Linked DNA regions of Larimichthys crocea: region 2 is linked to region 1. The links are chromatin contacts, called in public Hi-C maps. All regions are on one chromosome and are shown on one strand. The core of a region is the stretch at or near the end of the contact, and the rest is flanking DNA. Distances in the headings are between cores, read along the strand shown. Region 1 holds the start of sptssb (serine palmitoyltransferase, small subunit B). Region 2 holds the start of si:dkeyp-97b10.3 (NACHT, LRR and PYD domains-containing protein 1).

Region 1 (6,234 bases), core at 2,548-5,047:
ACCAGTGTATATAAATATATAACTCCATATAAATATACTTAACTTATAGATCATGATTAGACTGTAATCAGCAAGCCCTTGACCCAAAGCATAAATAAGCAAAGATGATCACACAACTAAATGCAATGCTCATCACAACTACCAGATACACCACGACTCATGACTCATCCTCTCGCCACTTCATTCTCTACAGATCAACTACAGGTGAGGAAAGACAGAGGTCTTCAATCGGCCCGTCAAGTTTTTACTTTTCATTCAGGCCAATTTACCTGCAGTGCCAGTAGACAGTTAACAGCTTAACTGCAGAATATGTCATCAACAAAGCCAAGCCTAAAGCGCAAAGGTGTGTTGTATCAATATTTGCTCATGCTCAGTGCTGAGCAAACCTTCCCGACATACCTAACAATTAAAAAACGGTAGATAAAGAGAGGGCTTGGCACACGTCAATGCCATGATCTCGTTTTATTACTCATTTTGATGAGGAAACCGAGAAATGTGGGCCTAGGACAAACTTTCTTGAACTTTGTGACAGACCCCTGATCAATGACGTTTTAATATTGATTGCATAGCTTTGCTTTTCTTTTCTAACAACTCTCTCTCTCTCTTTGAAGATTGGCTATACAGTGACTTGAATTGTACAGCGTTCCCTGCCAGTGAGCATTAGAGTACATAAAGGCAACTTTATAAAAATTAAAAAAAGGCAATGGTGACTCTGATACAAAACCATAGATAAACCAGCAACATTAAGTGCATGTCAAAATTGCTGGAATGAATACTAACTCCCCTTCACGATTCACAATCAGTGATAAACACAGACACACACACAGTCGTATAATGTCTTCTGCAACGATGAATGGAGCTTTTTCTAAGGCTGTATCTGAAATCACTTCCTCATTCACCTTACTTACTACTCTATAAATATTTTTAAAACGTCATAGTTTACTCTTGACGTTACATTTATGCATGCCATGCACACTTAATGCAACTTTTGAGGGTACTATGCAGTGCATAAAATCTGATTTCAGACATATAGGGGAGGTTAAATATAGTGCACTATATAGTAAACAGTGATTTCTGGCACAGTCAAAGTCATCAGTGCAATTTCAGTTTGGGTTTGAAGACTGCAAATTTTCAGCAGGCTGAACATGCTTAGGGTTTTGAGGATAACCATTCAGGGAGCGTCTGCCAGAAGACCCTATTGAGTTCTATTATGTGAAATTCACTATGCATGATTAAAAGTCTGGATATCTCATCCTCTGCTGGTTTAATTATGACCACTCTCTTTTTAATTTGTCCTCCAATTTCCCAGAAGTGACAAACTAGATCGCTGGACTGCCCCTTTAAAGACTGTCACAAAAAAAAAAAAGAGTCTAGGAGCATTTGTTGTGAGACGAGCATGCAAATATACAACCCACATATGACCCTATCATGCAAAACCCAGAGGTGGTATGCATTCACACAGGACATGTGGTGGGATAAAACAAACAGGACAAACAACATTTCACAAGACGTTTCACAGCGAGGGTGTGAAAGCATTGTACAGTCGTGAGTCTAATACCATGGGGTAAGGCCAGAGGGTTTAGGATGTAAAGAAGATATTAAGGCTAAGATCTTCATGTTTTCAGTCTGGATTAGCTGAGGTGACTGACAAGGGTGAACATTGTGTAAAGAGGTATTTCAGGAGCTGAGGAGAAGTTGAGTTATAGGAAATGATTTGGGGACTTATGCTAATCCACCCAGTCGCTGCTTCTTCCCCCCATATTCTCTCCTTCTTTTAGTTCATGAGTGCCATGGTGCTCTCGGGCTGGCCGCCAAAGATCCCAGAGAAAAACTCCAGTGCGAGGCGCACATGGATGGGCACAAAGACATATGAGGTGTAGATCACCATGGCGATGGCGGAGAAGAGGATGGAGTTGAAGATGGACTTTTCCCAGGGCTCCAGGACATAGATGCCGGTGATGAGGAGGTACTGGTAGTACAGCCAGGCCAGGTAATCCGTAAAGCTCTTGAAGCTCATCTTGCAAGCTGGACGGAAGGGAAATGGAGGTGGAGTGTTGTGAGATTCAGGTCGTGAGACAGAGATAGTGTGAATGACGGATGCGGAGAGGATACAGACACAGGCACAGAGGAGGCGGTGAGGGAGGAGGACAGAGGATTGGAAGAGAGGGATTACGTCAAATTAAGAGAGGAAAAACTACACACTTATGAGCACACAGAGGACACAGAGGAAGTACTTCAAGGAAAAAAATACTACACTACAAGTCCTGCATTCAAAATGTTGAAGTATTAACAGCATGTACTCACAGTAGTAAAAAATGTATGCCTGTCAGTATTTATTTTATGAATGAATTGCAGATGCATTATTGTGTAAGCAGGACTTGATTAAAGTCTACAATCTTTGTAGTACTTTATTTATACATTGGGCAGCAGAGATGAAGAATAAAGTAGTATTAAATGGTAATACTCAAGTAAAGTACAAGGACTTAATTCAGTACTTGAGTAAATATACTTTCAAAGACAGTTTCCATCTAAAATACAGCCTGTATCTCAGTAGATAAGTACATCTATCGCTCTCTTAAGTCATAATAACATAACATTACAATCTTCCGCTATGGAAAATAACTCGTAGAGTCTTTGAGACTGTGTGTTTATTAATTAGGATGTGTGAATGGGAATAAAAAAGCTCCTCTAGCCTCTCCAAACCCACAGCGGGGCAATCAAGCAGGCCTCATGGGAGCTCTGGGTCTTATAGGATTCATTTGTGTGGGTAGAGAAACACCAATAAAATGAAAGCCAGGGTTCCCACATGGACGTGACACAGCTCGCAGACGTTAACAGATCGTGCTGCACAGGTAGGGGGCGGGGACAAACAGGTGCGCTTACAAGTGCAGGTGCACACACCTGGTTTACTAGAAGATAAAAATAAAAGAGGGGGGCGATGATGAAAACGATGATGTTTTCAATACAGCTACAGGACCACATTAACCAAATGAACTTCCTTTATATATAAAGCAGGGCTGAAGTTACTCACAGCAAAGCGCATTTATGGAGCATAAAAAGATCTTTTTAAAATATCTTTAACATGTTTGGCACTGAAAACTGCAAAATAACTTCAGCAACAGTTAAACTATCTGCCAAGTTGGTGCATGATTAATGATCTGCACATAGAATGCAATACATGTAATCACCAAAAAAATCTCAATTAACTAAGGAATTTAGTTTTTTTTTTTTTATAAGACAGATTAATAGAGGGGATATATCGGCGCTGTATTGTGTACAACTGAAACCAATGACTCACCTGAGCAGCCGACGTGCTGATCTCCTGGATATCTACTAATGAGAGATAATTACAGGACGAGCTACAGACACCAGCCCGCGTCCCGCTGCTGCTCCGCTGCTTTGTGTAAACGAAAAAAGCTGCCTCAGTGTTATGCCACTGGCCTATATGTAGTGGGTCATACAGTGTATGAGAAGACACCACACCCACTACTCGTGCTTACACTAGCGACTCACCTGGCACACAGTTCATGCAGGTGGAGTAACCGATGAACGCATACATGTGTGTGTATGTATGTATGTATATGTGTGTGTGTGTGTGTGTGTTTACGCAGCCCAAAGAAAACAGTCCTGTCATGGGAGGTGAGAGGAAGAGTGACGTCTTGTTTGCAGCTCTATTTTAGCTACGTAAAGTCCACTGCCTTGTGCAGCATCTTTCAACTTTCTCCAGTCCGTGTCGCATCCTTCTGCGCATCCGTCCCACCATGCTGCAGCCAGACGCTGCGCCGCAGTACCACCTCTGACGTAAGCAACGGCAGCAGGAGGAGGAGGAGGAGGATGGAAAAAACAAGCCGAGACAGCACAGACAGTGCACTGGTATGCACAGATACCGCAGCCTAGTGATGCTGTACTTAATAATAGTTGTTATATGGAAATATTAAATCATGCACTGTCAGCCTTTGATTCACTTGTCTGAGTGCCTTTGCCATAAGCAAACACTGCATTTATATTGCATGCGCTACAATATTCTCCAAGAAATTTGGAGATGAATGAACAAAACAGAACTTGTCATATCTCTGCTCTTTTAGGTGTTCCGGTATTTCGGTGGCAGATGTATGATTATATATTATAAAGATGAAACATAAGCATTACGCGCTAACACGCACAGTATGTGGCTCTGTTCCTATTGGAAAGGCACCAAATACCCACAGTGCGCAGAGATAAAAGTATATATTCACATAAGTACTGAGGTTTCCTCCCCTCCTCTGCCTGCGTTTCCGGATTAAACGTGCGTAAACAAAGAAAAGAAAACGCACAGCACTGGAAAATATATCATATAATCTGAGAAGTTGGCCTTTTGTTTTGGGGCAATCAGACATACAGTTAGGAAATCTTATCTCTTATCTGCCCGAGGGTTGCTGACCTCCTCAATTCTTGCACTTGACAACACTGTGCATTATTGATGTGTAAACACGGGCAGTGCCGCCGTGGCGCACAGTTTACGCATGGAAAGTGCGATTTTTTTGTTGTTGACAAAAGCCTCACAAGGGAAAGGACTGGTTTAAAATGTCAAACAGTGCATGAACAAAATTTCCCCTTAACGTTGATTAAACACTCTTTGAGGTACTTCAACTGCTTTTTGTTGACATGAGCTGTCCTGACCGGCTCAACCACAAGTATCTGGGAAAGTAATATTCAAATCGGATAACAAACATCCAACACTAAACATCCTTCAGGTGTTGTTGCTCTAATAACGTTTAATCTGTCGTCTTATACTTTGAAAGTGAGACTGTAATACTAGAAATTGGGTAAATGGGGCTGCAGAGACAAAGCTCAGTTTGGGCACATGCAAAGTTGGTGAGAAAATCAGGTCAACAGGAGGGTGATCAGAAAAAAAAAGAACCCCTGCTCCACACTGTTGTTGCTCCCACCACCCCCACTTCCACACACACACACACCCAGAAGGGATTCAGCTCATTCGTTTTCCCAAGTAGATCTGATTACCGTTAACAACCTGCTCAGGTTGGTGAAAAACAAGACCTGGCTTCCTCCTCCCCCCTGCATGTGAGTCATGTCACACAGACTAATACGGCTTGTGACACACACATTCCTCTGGTGTCTTAGATTACATAAAGCTTTATACAATAGGTCTGCATAACCATGCAACAAATCTGGTGACAAAAGATAAACTCTTCAACGAACTTGTTAAGTGTTCAGTTCAATTATGGTTTGGATTTCACCCTGAGGAGAAGAAATGTCCTAAAATGGGATCATCCAAAAAACTTTGATGTTAAAACTGATTTTTTTAAAAAGTACACTCCACCCTTTTTGTGTTCCTATAATTGTATCCATCATACTGCAGCGATATGATCACAGGAACATGAGATGAAGATGCAAAAGCAGATATGAGTCATAGTCAAGAAGGGATAAGTCATGGGCAATTGGACTTGGTTGTAGATCCATGAAGATGTTTCACCCCTCACCCAAGAGGCTTCTTCGGTGCTGTGGTTGCCAGATTTAACCCTTCATGAAGGGATGACCTGGATGACTAACAACCTTCACAGACAGTCATCTCCTGCTAGAATCAAGATATACAGAAATAACAAAACTTCTGCTTCATCTTTTGAAAACTTTTGCCTATAACATTTGTCTTTCTTCCAACATTTCTGTCGTTTCCTACTTTTAAACTGTGTGTTGTTTTAATCAAACATCATAAAATCTGTCTAATATTTGAATACTTTTAGCTAATTGGGAGAAATTCTGGGCGCAAAGAATCTAAATGTGTCATTTTACAAAAAAAAAAAAAAAAAGTTTGATTCTGTGTCTATGGTGTTCAAATGGTGACAGGTTGGAGTCGGGAGCCGTTTCAATCAGTTTCACGTCACTCCAGATCACATGAGGACATCCGTGTTTACAGAGCAGCAGTAATCCTAACTTTCATGTCCAGCTTCAGCCCATATGAGAGCTCACTCTAGCTGAAAAGGTGGTGCAGCTGGATGAGTGTCTGTATATTACCAATGGCAGCATTAACAGGCTTGGTTATGCTTCTTATAAATGTGGCTATTTGAATGCATTACTTCCCTTCTCCAAAGCTCCCTCTGGTGGTGTTCACACTAGAAATAACAATCCACACAGTATGAAACATGAATGTGGTCAAGTTTTGTTGATGCACAATATTCTCCCATAGGACAGAAATGAGGAGCTGCTCACAGCTGATAAACATTTAAAATAATTTTG
Region 2 (6,471 bases), core at 383-2,882, 150 kb after region 1:
ACTGATCCAGTGAAATATGTCAACATCTACTTAGGATCAATATAAATTTTGGCACAGTTCATTCATGATCCCTAGAGGATGAATCCAAATGACTCTGTTTATCCCCTGTCTTTCTTTCTACAGGTCAACAGGTCAAAGTTGTCACTTATCCAGGGAAGTCTGTCAACATCTACTTGAAGCATTAGTGTAAAAATCGGCACCGACATTCATGATGCCCAGAGGATGAACACTTCTGACTTTGATCCCTCAGAATGAATTGTAATAACTCTGGTGATTCCTAATTTAGCTCAAAGCTTTACTGTGTCTTAGTTCAGCCTCACAGAGTTGCGAGCGTGGCTACAGCCGTAGTCTTGGATTGATTTGATGTCAAGTCTGCTCAGCTTTTTGTCTCATGTCAAATCTTCAGGCAGTCAGGCCCAAATCGAATCCAAGTTTCAAGTCTCCAGCTCTGATAATTTCATACTTTAAGTGACCTGAACGACTCCTTCTTTTATTCCATGAGCTAATCTTTTCTCTCACTCCTTCTCATCCTCTCCTCTTGACCTTCCATGTCATCTCCTTTTTCCCTCTCCACTTCTCTCACTTTATCTCCTCTAATTTCCAGAGGTATTGGGGTGGTATCGTCTAGCCACTGAGTCTGATGTTGTGCTGTCTCCTCCTGCACTGAGGAGCTGATCTCTCCCTTTAGACTCTGAGACTTGGATAATGTCCCTGTTAGTCTGCGGCATCTGTCTGTCTTTGTGTGTGTGTGTGTGTGTGTGTGTGTGTGTCTCTCTCTCTCTCTCCTCCCTGCTGCAAACTACATATCCATCCGTTGGAGTGAAAGTTGGACTGATGGATGGAGAGAGTAGGAAAGGAAAAGATCAATGAGTGGAAGATCAATAGGAAAGCCTTTGATCCTGCACTCACTCCACTCACTGGACACCTGAGAGACTCACAGAGAGATCTCCATACCTTTCTTGCTCTCTCTCTTGCACCGAGCAGATTTCCATTTGAACTCCATGTTGACACACGCGTCAAACGCATGAGTCTAATTTGAATGTGTCTTCTGGTGCGTGGATATTTTGTGGAGGCATGGCGGCGCTGCTGATGTGTTGCACTGGTTTTGTTGTCTGATGGGACATCTGGTGGTGTCTGGTTGGTAATGCAGCAGCATTTGATGTGCATGTTTTCCCGCTCAAAATGACCTAGTTGTACTGTGTGGTGTGTGCTGGCTGTTTCTTTTATGTGTGGGAGAAAATGTGCAACTAACAAATATGTCTCAGATGAATCCATCTTATTTCAGCGTGCTTTACTTGTCTTATTATCTCTGCATTTAACTGGACTGGTTGCTTTTAGGATAAACTATAAAAGTTGAGGATGCATGTGTTTAAAATGTGCATTGGTTTCACTTTCTATTGTTATTGCGCAAACAACAGGAGCGCAAACATGCAGCTGATTTAAGCGCACAATGTGTAGCAAATATCCCCTGATCCACTTCAACCTCTCACTGCATTGTTTGTTAATAAGTAAGTGGTAAATGTCCGGCTGTAAATCATGTGCATGACTTTATGAAAGCCCATGCTGAAGGCGGGATGCTGCATCCCCGCCCACATTGTTGGTGTGCGTCCTCGCTGCTGCACCGTAACTGCGCAGCAGCAGCAGCGCTGATCCTGAAAGCGTCTCTTTGTTTTGCGTGAACGGGGCGTAATTCAACAACATGATGTGAAGATCTTCACGTGGGGGCCTATTAACCGCACACAAGCACAGTATTTATGAGAGGAAACAAAACATCCACATCCCCGCTGCAGAGCGAAGTGTTTTGGGGATTTATTTTGGAAACTATCAGCGCCCTATTTCTTTTGTTTTTTTATCTAAATCCAGATGTTTTGGAGGGATGCTGCACAAATACACACGCGATGTGTGCGAAGTAGTTAAGCCACGAGGGCTCCGATTGCAATCACCGCCCAGCGCTTTAACGAGACATCGATAGCCGATGATAGGATCGTATTCAGGTGCTTTTACGCGCAGGTGCTGCACAACAGAAAGTGTAACGGGGGTTTGGTTACAGAGAGAGGATGGTGGCGAAGATGGCGAGCTGTGGAGCGGCTTCTCAGCTGGAGGACGGGTAAGACTTTTGTTGTTACCACGAGGGAAAGAGACAAACCATAACCTCTGGATTTAGTTTTTTTGGATATGGTGATGTCTGTTGCGCCAAAATCGCTCCGCGTCAAGACAGGAAGTGGTTTCTTTTGTTACTCACGGTTTTTGGATTTGCGTTTGTGCATGTGAAAAATGAAGAAAAGACACATCTGCTACTCTTGCTTCCTGTTTATCAACACGTATAGATAAACTTAGGTGCAAAAAGGAAGTAAGAAGAGAGAGAGGTGATCTCTTTGTTGTGCCTGCGCCTCACGCTGCTGTGTTGTTGCATCGTGATGAGTCACTGAATAACATCATCGTAACATGTTTGTAGCCGTGATCACATAAAGCGATTTTTTTTAATACTACAGAAGAGGAAAAACCACAGACAAGCTTTTAATAGTGACTTCCTGTTTACAGTGTTTCATTATAATGTGAAACACACGTGCCAGCTGTTTTGAACCCATTTAAAGTAGTTTTTAATTTAACAGTCCTCATTTTTAATATTCATCATAACCTGTATTGTTAACCACAGACAAGTGAAGGTGATACTGATGAGTCATAAGCTCATTGTCCTATGTAAATACTACCTGTGGTTGCCTGGGTATCATTCACCTGGTAATGAGGGCTGGAAAAGTCCCTGAATAAACACCACCACAAATGTTTTTTTTATAAACATTATATAACATGCGTGTTCATTGAAGTTACATTTTAATGTCTATTAGTAGTTTAATTTATAGGAAACTTTATATCAGAAGCAGTAGCTGCTCAACATTCACTTTTTTTTTATGTTTATGACCCTTATGACCCATATAAACATCAAAGTGAAAGCAGAGAGGTGTAATATTAATGGATGAAGAGAGTAAAGGGCAACAGGTTTTTTGTTTACTTGTGAATTAGTTGCAGGCCGACTGACAGTTGTTTATCTCCAAACAGACGTCCTCTTTTCATTGTATTTTTTGTAGGCTGTTATCTCTAAGCCAGACACAGACCAACACCCTCATAGAGGATTTTGTTATCATTTTATAGAAACAAGCGAGAGCAAAGGAAGTCTGAGAACTCGTGCAGGGAGTTTTTTTATTTAATTTATTGTAACCTTTTTCTCAAAGGAATAGATGACTGCCATGGTAACTAATGAGCCTCAGTGCTGTTGTGGTGTGAGTATCTCGCAGAAGCTGCCAACTTGTTGACCTTGAAGAGACGAAAACTGTGTTTCCTGTACAGATGTTGGAGTACAAAGGAAACCACAGTGCCTTATCAGGATGAACAGGCAGCAAAATAAAAGACCACGATTTGGTCAGGCTTAATAATCCAAATTTCCTCATGCATCTTTTTGCTTTTGTGTTGTGCATTTTTTTTTTATGACAAGTTGCAGGGCAGGACATGCTATGACCTACTTTTCCATGCCTGCTGATGGTGAACTTGCTTTTGTTCCCCCTTGATGGATCTCAGGCGTGTTGCCTCTTGTTAAAGCTCACACAGCGTCAACAGGTTGCTCCAGTCAGGCGCAACATCTGAGCTGTAACACTTGGGAGTCATTGTTTGTCTGATATACTACATTCCCCGATTGTCAAGCACATATGAAAAGTTTTAAAGAGCCGAAAAGTCAGGAAGAACTGGTTTTGATGTCTGCCGTGCAGGGCTGGGCGTGATGGTTGAATTAATCAACAAGAATATTACCCTACGTGTGCTATGATTATCAATGCAGTTATGTGTTACATGCTTTGATGTGTGTAAAACAAAACTTTCAGTTACTCATTTTGTTAGTTTTTATTCACTGTGTGCTTGAAATCACTAACTTAGACAGCAGTGGTTTGTAAAATGATACACCAGATTATTATATCATCACAATATGGTACCACTGAAAGTAAATAAATGATTAAATTGAATTTGATTTGTTCAGCCTGTCTGAACTTTAGTTATGAAAGCAGAAATAAATTTAAATCTGACTCAGTCAGGATCTTTCCATGGCTGCTTTCCTGTAACATCGGCACTGCCCTGAAAGTGGGTCAGACCTGGGTGGGAGAGTATGGGTGTGAGGGTGAACCTATCATTTGACAGGATGGGTTGGTGTCAGTAGTGTGAAAAAGTGAGATGGCGGCTTAGCTTGTACACATTTCCTGTTTTTCACTTGACTATGTGTGTTCCTGTTCAAAAGCAGAAGTGGAGAATATGCATAAGAGTGTGCACAATTTCAAGAACTATCACTTGCAGTCTCTAAGTTCTTCTATGATTGCCATCGTATATCCAAGACGTCCCACACGTGATTCCCGGTAATTTCTGTGTAGTGTTAGTGGAGTTGTCTGAGTGTTATCTCTTCTGCTTTACAGAGACGGAGATATCCCTGCGCCTGAAAACAAAGGTAAACATCAACCTGTTTTCATTCCTTTCCTCCCCCTCACTGCCGGCTTTCTGCCTTCACTTTCTCACAGAGCACATGTTGCACTACATCTAAATCAAATCAAATCAATTTTATTTGTATAGCCCAAAGTCACAAGTCTGTCTGTGTTCTTTTTTGATACAGTGATCGTGTTATCAGCACGTTTAAAAATCATGTATCTACTTTTGTTTTCCTTTCTTTGCTGAGGCATCCTCACCTTTCTCTCTCCTCACTGTTTGGCATCTCTGATTTTCATATCATTTTCCTTGTTGCGCAGCACAGTCAAATGATCGCTTGTTTCCCTACATTTGCATTTGCTGATTTTATTATAACATCTATATTCCAATATAATATCTAATATATTAAGTGGATGTTAGATTACTCTAGATTATCTAATAGTTGCCTTGTTCCTTGTTTCGTTACCTGAGTTTTACTTCTTCAGGCCTCAATTTAATTATTCAAATTAAATATGATATGCGAATAGTACATACACGTATGCAACTTTGATTTTAGCACACTGTGTGAAAGTCATTGGGATAATTCTTGTGTTATATATGTAACATGACACAAGAGATTGCTGTAGTGTGCTAAAAGGTATGTCTGTGTGTCTTCATGCAACTATCACAACTGTCCCGACACCCACTAGGTGTCGCCAAGGCTTTTATGGGGCCTTCTTGAGTTTAAGGGATGTAAGAAAACTTTTAATAAAATATGACTGTATCTCAGCATTTCATTCATTTCTGTGAGGAAAACTAAATTAATGTTATTTCACAAATATAAATCAAAATAAAATAACAAAAATCAGACAGGATAACCTGTCCTGAACACCAGCTGTGAAGGGAATTCTTCTGTCCTGCCACATATGGAAGTTATGCAGGGTCAAGCATATGTCCTGAGGTCACTGTAGGGACAGTGTTATTTTAGGTTGTGAGAGACACTGATGTGTCTACTTGAGATGCAAAGCAGATGTATGTTTGTGTGTAGGAAAGCAGCAGTCATTCTGATCATTACTATACTAACTGAGGTCATAGGATAGAGATGTCTCACTCGACTAATGACCAATCGGCAGATACCTTCTACTATAGATGCGTTGAGTATGATCATTTATTGACATAGAGTTGTGTGCTGAGGGCGAGCCAGAGATGACAGCTTCTTCAGGATTGAGGCGGCATCATGTCGTGACAAATGTATTGATAAATCCTCCATTACTCTTGGCCAAGCATCAATAAACCTTTCAGCATAAGACACGAATAAGCGACTGAACTGACCATTGATGAATTGTTCACAACACAAGCAATATTCAAAGAGCCTTTGCTTTCTGCTGAACAGCCTCCTGCATTATAAAAGTCTGCAGTTAAAACAACCAAAGAGCTAACACGTCAACCTTTTTATGCCCTTGGTTTTTACTATGTTTTTACACCAGCAGATGGCAGGCAACACCCATGAAACTATCCAGATTTTTCAAACTGTAAACAAGTTTGCGTGTGCCTGTGCATGCATATGCATGTGTGTGTATCTGTGCGGGAGTTTGCTCTCCACCTTGTTTGTCAGTCTGATGAAGGGAAGCGGCCATGCCAGAGTGAAGAAGGATGCCTGCTGGCTCCGACGAGGCAGCGGCAGAGAAAGATATTGGCCATAGGAGGCATATGAGGACGAGGAGAGAGAAATGGAGGAGAGAGAGAGGTGAAGCAGACAGATCGAGACAAGTGGAGGGGAGAGATTGATGAGCGAGGTGCCGAGAGTGGAGCAACGATGGCAGCATCTGCTTGTTAGTCTAAGATAAAACTCTGTGGGCCAGAGAGGATGGGCTCCATCCATTAGACGGCTAGGCACTCAGCCAGATGGCCCGGTCCATGGACATCCACTGCTGCTGGGAAAGAGAGGAGAAGCAGTTCCTCTGGACCCATCTGTATAAATGTGCCAGAATGTTAATGCATGGCACTTATCACAAGCTTCTTCACGGGGTGCCA

The links. A called contact is a pair of places that touch in the nucleus more often than the background predicts.
Region 2: a contact with region 1 is called in a Hi-C map of muscle, with 2.4 times the contacts expected there. The contact joins the promoter of si:dkeyp-97b10.3 here to the promoter of sptssb in region 1. A contact is called at or near these places in 2 of 7 Hi-C or Micro-C datasets (both in muscle).

Annotation. Positions count from the first base shown.
Region 1 is chrVII:17,958,188-17,964,421 of L_crocea_2.0, forward strand. sptssb (serine palmitoyltransferase, small subunit B) reads right to left here and starts at 3,798. Exons shown (of 3, transcript XM_019279396.2): 1 at 3,514-3,798; 2 at 3,299-3,394; 3 at 1-2,025. The coding sequence starts at 2,017. The coding sequence ends at 1,775.
Region 2 is chrVII:18,107,232-18,113,702 of L_crocea_2.0, forward strand. si:dkeyp-97b10.3 (NACHT, LRR and PYD domains-containing protein 1) reads left to right here and starts at 1,633. Exons shown (of 17, transcript XM_010738195.3): 1 at 1,633-2,107; 2 at 4,452-4,483. The coding sequence starts at 2,058.